Linked DNA regions of Macaca mulatta: region 2 is linked to region 1. The links are chromatin contacts, called in public Hi-C maps. All regions are on one chromosome and are shown on one strand. Each heading gives the region's core, a stretch centred on a gene start, on an enhancer-like site or on the middle of the called end of the contact. The rest is flanking DNA. Distances are from core to core; before and after follow the strand shown.

Region 1 (3,179 bases), core at 219-2,718:
CAGAAGCACCGGCGCTTCACCCCTTCAGGTGTTTAGTAAATGCCAGCAAAAGCGGGCAAGCAGCACGACTCTGCCAGAGTGGAGCATTTTGTCTGCCGTGGTGCCCATTTGTTTGGCCTTTTGCAAACCAAGTGACCGGCCTGGGCCTCGCGGCCTGGGACAGCCGCATTGGCAAACTTCGATCTCTCAAAGCCAGAGCAGTTAGCAAACTCTCCCCAGGCAGGACGACTCGGCTGACGTTTCTGACTCGACCAGGAGGCAAAGACCAAAACGTCAGAGCAGTAGCCCTGTTACTGAGGAGCGTCGGCGGGGTCGCGGGACTGGAGAAAGACTTGTCAGAGCTCAAGGTCGGTGTGGCGCGGGGCGGCCCCGAGAGCGCGGGGATCCTGCGTGGCCACGGCCGCCGCTGCCAACCTTCGCGGGGACTTAGCTTTGCTTTCCATTGACTCCCTTTGCAAAAGCGCAGCAGAATCCTGACCAGCCGCACCAGCCCCGGCGAACCCGAGCATGTTAATCTATTTATGTGGATTATTACGGAGGAACAGCGGGCGTTGAGTCACCAAAACATTTGCTTCAAAAGACTATTTCTAAGCACTTTTGCAGGCAGGCAGGCCCCAGGCGCGTAAACTCGGCTACGCATTAAGAAGCGGCTGCTTTTCGAATACTACAAACTCCAGCTAAGTCCCCTGTGCCGCGGAGAGAGCAGTGAAAATAAATGTCGGAGGTGGGGGTAGATCCTAGTCTAGACATACACACTTGCGCGCGCGCGCGCGCGCACACACACACACACACACACACACAAAGATTCGCGCGGAGAAGTCACTAAAATTCTGGCATTCCGAGAGTTCGACAAACTTACACACTTGGAAGTCCCGGGTCCCCCGCCTTTCCCGCAGCACCCCCCGCCCCCCCTTCCCGACCATCCACCCTTTGGCTGCGCTCCCCTCCCCTCTCCTCCCCTCCCGTCTCGTCACCCAGCCCAGTGCCGCAATCCTCCTCCCTCCCCAAAATCGGGTCCAATCAGCTGCCTGGGACTGCTGTGCTGTGATTGGCGGGTGGCTCTAAGGTGAGGAGGAGTATTTATTAAAGAGACCCTGGGCTGGGAGTTGGAGAGCGGAGAGCGGAGCTCGAAACTGACTGGAAACTTCAGTGGCGCGGAGACTCGCCAGTTTCAACCCCGGAAACTTTTCTTTGCAGGAGGAGAAGAGAAGGGGTACAAGCGCCCCCACTTTTGCTCCTTTTCCTCCCCTCCTCCTCCTCTCCAATTCGCCTCCCCCTACTTGGAGCGGGCAGCTGCGGACTGGCCCCGCGCCTCCCTAAGTGGTAGCCGGCCGACGCGCCAGCCTCCCCGGGAGCCGCTCGCTCCGCATCCGGGCAGCCGAGGGGAGAGGAGCCCGCGCCTCGAGTCCCCGAGCCGCCGCGGCTTCTCGCCTTTCCCGGCCACCCGCCCCCTGCCCCGGGCCTGCGTATGAATCTCCTGGACCCCTTCATGAAGATGACCGACGAGCAGGAGAAGGGCCTGTCCGGCGCCCCCAGCCCCACCATGTCCGAGGACTCCGCGGGCTCGCCCTGCCCGTCGGGCTCCGGCTCGGACACCGAGAACACGCGGCCCCAGGAGAACACGTTCCCCAAGGGCGAGCCCGACCTGAAGAAGGAGAGCGAGGAGGACAAGTTCCCCGTGTGCATCCGCGAGGCAGTCAGCCAGGTGCTCAAGGGCTACGACTGGACGCTGGTGCCCATGCCGGTGCGCGTCAACGGCTCCAGCAAGAACAAGCCGCACGTCAAGCGGCCCATGAACGCCTTCATGGTGTGGGCGCAGGCGGCGCGCAGGAAGCTCGCGGACCAGTACCCGCACTTGCACAACGCCGAGCTCAGCAAGACGCTGGGCAAGCTCTGGAGGTAGGGCCCAGCGGGGGCGGCGCGGCAAGGTGGGCATCGTGGCGGCGGGGGGCTCTGGCCAGGGCTGACTTGCCCCGCCCCGCCTCCCATCGCCCGGGAGTTGCGGTTCCGGGAGCCGGCGGGATGGGGGTGTGGGAGTGGGAACGGGGTGTAACTGTGGCTCAGAGTTTGTCAAAGTTCTTGGGCTGCTCTCGGGGACGCGGAGGAGGGGGTGGTAAGTGGAAGGGGTGGGGGAGGTAGCTGGAGGATGGACGAAGACTGGTGGGAGACGGAAGGAGGGGGCTGCCATCCTGCTCTCCCGTCGCCTGGAAGCTCAATCGGGGCGGGGAAGTGAAGCTTGGCTTCCCCCACCCCGCCCCTTAAAACTGCACTGTCTCGTGCAGCCCCCTCCTCCCCACACACACACACACCCACGGAGATGGGGCAGGGGAGAAACCGAGGTTGGAGGAGACCCTTGGCAGGAATTGGGAGGCGGGAGGAGGGAGGCTGCTGGAAATAGGTGGGAGTGTATGGGGGGGTGAGAATTGGAGAGTAATTGGGGAAAAGTTTTTAAGGGTGTTGGGATTGGGGGCGATAACTCCAGCAGCAAAGGCGTTTAGGGGGCAGCAGCAGGAGTCGTTTTCATCTTCGGCGTTTCCAAAATAGAAATAAAAGGGGAGGGGATGGAGGGGGCGGGGAGTGACCGCTCAGGTCGGACTGCAAGAACTTATTTATTTATTTGTTTATTTTTAAGAAAAGTTATAAGCTGTGGTTGCAGGCGGGAGGGAAGATGGAGTTGTATGCAAAGAAAGCCAAGTGGTCTGGGTCGCCGCCGCCTCCCCGCCGACCTGACAGTTTGGCGGGTTTCACTGACCCCTCTCCCTCTTTTTCTCTGTGCCCCCCGCCCTGCCCCGCCCCGAGCAGACTTCTGAACGAGAGCGAGAAGCGGCCCTTCGTGGAGGAGGCGGAGCGGCTGCGTGTGCAGCACAAGAAGGACCACCCGGATTACAAGTACCAGCCGCGGCGGAGGAAGTCGGTGAAGAACGGGCAGGCGGAGGCAGAGGAGGCCACGGAGCAGACGCACATCTCCCCCAACGCCATCTTCAAGGCGCTGCAGGCTGACTCGCCGCACTCCTCCTCCGGCATGAGCGAAGTGCACTCCCCCGGCGAGCACTCGGGTGAGTCGCCCCTCAGCCCCGCAGGACAAGCCACCCCCGGCCCGCCTGGCACACCCCCTGCCCTCCACCTGGGAGATTCTTTGTGGAGACTTTATGCTTCCCGGGAGGTACACACTACCCTTT
Region 2 (3,179 bases), core at 505-3,004, 220 kb after region 1:
CACACATTTTAAAGCAATCTGTTCCTAAAATGCATCTATCGACTCTCCCCTTATTACCCAACATTCTTCAACACTCAGGTAGGTGCGGGTACCTGTTTAACATCTCTTTTTGCCATGCACCTATTTTCCTTCTAACTAGAGAGTTATAGTTTCAGAATCACCTGTAACAGCCTCAAGGCAGCCTATAAGAGGCCAAGTAGAGACAGAGTTAGGGGTTGACACATCATTAGGGATCCAAAAAGGCAGAATCCCTGCCAGGAGGCTCCGCCAATATTCTAAACCTCAAACCTTGAATTGCTGAATTTAAAGAATGCCCTGGACAAGAAAATCAACATTAAACACACCTAGAGAAATACGATAAATAGACACATATGAACAGCGCAAGCAGGGAGATTGAGTGCCTCTGGAAAGAGACAACAGTGGGGAAGGTGTGTGAGGAGGTAGGACAGGACCCAGGGGAATTTGTCAGCTGCTGTCTTTAACCTGTCCCAGGGAAATCAGGATTGAAATATTCCCTAGTGAACACGATTGGCATATGCAGTTCATCCACAGATCATGGAAACACACCCGGATACAGACACACACCACATACAACCTCGATGGGTAATGCTTCCCTCCCACCTTGGTCTCCTGGGGATGCCAACTAAGAGACTGGTGCTTCATTCTTGGAGACAGCCACAGTCTTTGTTTCTGGAGGTGGGTGGATCCTCATCTGGTTCATTTTTTTCAAGAAACTGCCTGCTCCCTGAGAAAAGCTTGCTGGGGAGAGAGTTGTCTCACTGGATATGTCTGCGGAGGGGAAGAGAAGGGATGGCCTTTCCTCCAAAGATAACACAGCAGCCCCCGACCTCCTGCGAGTCCCCCTCCAAAACCTTCCTAATGAGCTGTCTCTGGGAGGGGGTGGATGTTTTCCACACTATCTTGGCCACTCCTTACGTTTTTTTGTTTTTTTTTTTTTGAATCTTCACTTTACCATGCCATAAAGACTGTTTGCCATGACCTCTCCCTCACTACCATCTCGGACAGCTTCTCATGCGTGAAACATATTTTTGTTCATTATTTTGTTGTCCACGACCTTCCTTCCCAACCGTCCAGCCCGGGTCTCCCTCCCTGCACCCTTCACCCCCACGTCACACATATAATGAATTGCCATTCCTTCAGACAACGGGGTGGAAAACTGTGGTCTCCAAGGCAACGGGGTATCCTGGGGTGGGGTGCTGGGGAGGGGGACCTTGCCCGGCCAGGAAAGGACTGGAAGTAAAGGGGGGTGGGGAGGCACAAGCAGAGATGATATCATTCCTGAAGCCTGCAAGCAGCCAATCCGCTGGTGAGGATATGATGTCATCTCCCCCGCCCCCGCCCCCTCTTAGCCTAGGTAGCCCCACTGAGAATTCTAGACAAGTATTGAACTGAAGTTGTATTACTGTGAGAGAAAGGGGGCGGGGGATGGCGATGGGAGAGAGAAAGAGATCTACGGACCCTCTGGATGGCCCAAGCAGACACGCCAGTCTTCACCAGAGGCAGCCCCATAAAAATGTCATCGGCTCGGGCTCTCCCCGCATTACAACACAATGATTTCTTTGGGGAGGAGAAAAAAAAAACCTAAGATTTATTTTGCAACCACACCTCCGCCTCCCTTGGAAGAGAAATACCAACCAACAACAAGTTGTGAATGAAGTGTCTGCAGATCAGCCCCCCTCGCCCAGCCTGAGAACTTGCCAGACGGAAAGGCGCACATGCGCACACAGCACCAGCTGAGCCGATTTGCGCTGCTCTCAGCAGCCACGGGGATGGAGGAACCGCTCAAGGATCTCTAGAGTGCGAGCCTGGTTCGGGGCAAAGTTGCCCAACCTAGTGGTGTGAGCCACGGAAGGCGCTGGGGAGAGGGGAGTCTGTCCCCAAGACAATGACAGCATCCAGGGCTCAGTGCCAGGCTCCCGGGAGAAGGAAACAAGCCATGGCTTCAGGGAGGGGTGCAGGCTCATTAGAGAGCCCACTGAAGTGTTACCACCATGCAGAGACGAGGGGTGAGAGGGCACGGCTCTCCTCTGCCAGTTTTTTTCTCTTGGGACGGGGAAGCAGCACTGTTTGGAAAATAGCACACTCAGACCTTCCCCCCCCAATGCCAGAAATGTTCCCAGGAGTCCAGGCCACAAGGACAGTGTGTGCAATGGCCTGGACCAGGCCAGAGCTGTTCTCCCACCCCTTAAACAATGCATAAAAAGCAGATTCCCCCACATGCTCCTTCTGGGATCTTTCTGGGGTTATCTCACATGAACCCACTTAGGTTGTCTTTGAGGAAACAGAGAAGTGAAGATCCCCCATCCACTCCCCATTCTGCAGAAGTGGACTTCAAGGTCCAGAGAAGGGACAGGACCAGCCCAATGATCAACCGAGTCACCGGTGACTCTGGGGCTATGCCTAGGACTGTGTCTCCAGTCCATTGTTCATTCCCAAGGACAAGCCCACAACACAGTAGCAGCACCTGAAGATGGAAAGCCTTCGATCTCAATGTCACCTGTTTGCCACTTTCTGCATAAGTAATGTCATTGTTGGAATGAGTTTATGATGGTCTCCATCCCCATTTCTACGAGCTGTGAGCAAGACATCTGCTGCATAGCTCGTGTGTGTCCAGGCCTCCCTGGACCAGCAGCTCTGACTCACACATAGAACGGTAAGGCACAGCCTCACTCCCAAAGGGCCTGAGATCCAGGAAGGGAGACAAAACAGGGGTCATGAAAACGTGTGAATTGCATACACCAGTAGGATGGATGAGGGCTGGGTTTGCTCAAAAAAAGAGGTGCAATTCTGACTTTTAGCAAATAGTTACTGGCGTCCTACTCTCTGCCAGTTGCTGAAATACAAACATGACTAGGTCTGAGTTCTACCCTCATGGCATTTATATCAAGAGAAGGAGACTGAGGCTGTAAACTTAAAGTCTTCCCTATGGAAGCCCCAGGAAGGCAGGGGTTTGGTTGTATGGAGGCTGTATGAACCCAGCACCTAGCATAGCGCCTGCTATACAGTAAACACACGATGTTGAATGACCAAACAGAAGCAGTGCCTGGAAGGATGTTTCTAACTCTACAGGACTTTAGCAAGGAGATGATACTTGAACGGGTCTTTGGAAGATTAATGATCACTTGCCAGGTGAAAGGAGGGCGAACATTCTAAGTAGA

Evidence for each region. Hi-C and Micro-C count contacts between places; a contact is called where the count stands out from the background.
Region 2: a Hi-C map of fetal cortical plate shows a contact between it and region 1, with 3 times the contacts expected there. The contact joins the enhancer-like site here to the promoter of SOX9 in region 1. A contact is called at or near these places in 2 of 14 Hi-C or Micro-C datasets (fetal cortex germinal zone and fetal cortical plate).

The regions. Positions count from the first base shown.
Region 1 is chr16:81,758,717-81,761,895 of T2T-MMU8v2.0, forward strand. SOX9 (SRY-box transcription factor 9) reads left to right here and starts at 1,469. Exons shown (of 3, transcript NM_001032868.1): 1 at 1,469-1,899; 2 at 2,803-3,056. The coding sequence starts at 1,469. LOC106994120 (a long non-coding RNA gene) reads right to left here and starts at 917. Exons shown (of 5, transcript XR_013407123.1): 1 at 860-917.
Region 2 is chr16:81,982,032-81,985,210 of T2T-MMU8v2.0, forward strand. No RefSeq gene overlaps it. Among named protein-coding and RNA genes, the nearest start is that of SOX9, 220 kb to the left of the region's middle. Within about 2 kb of position 1,755, at least 15 of the 40 cell types and tissues checked have an H3K27ac peak or open chromatin away from gene starts, as enhancers often do. A contact at or near this core is called in fetal cortex germinal zone and fetal cortical plate, where this site is marked.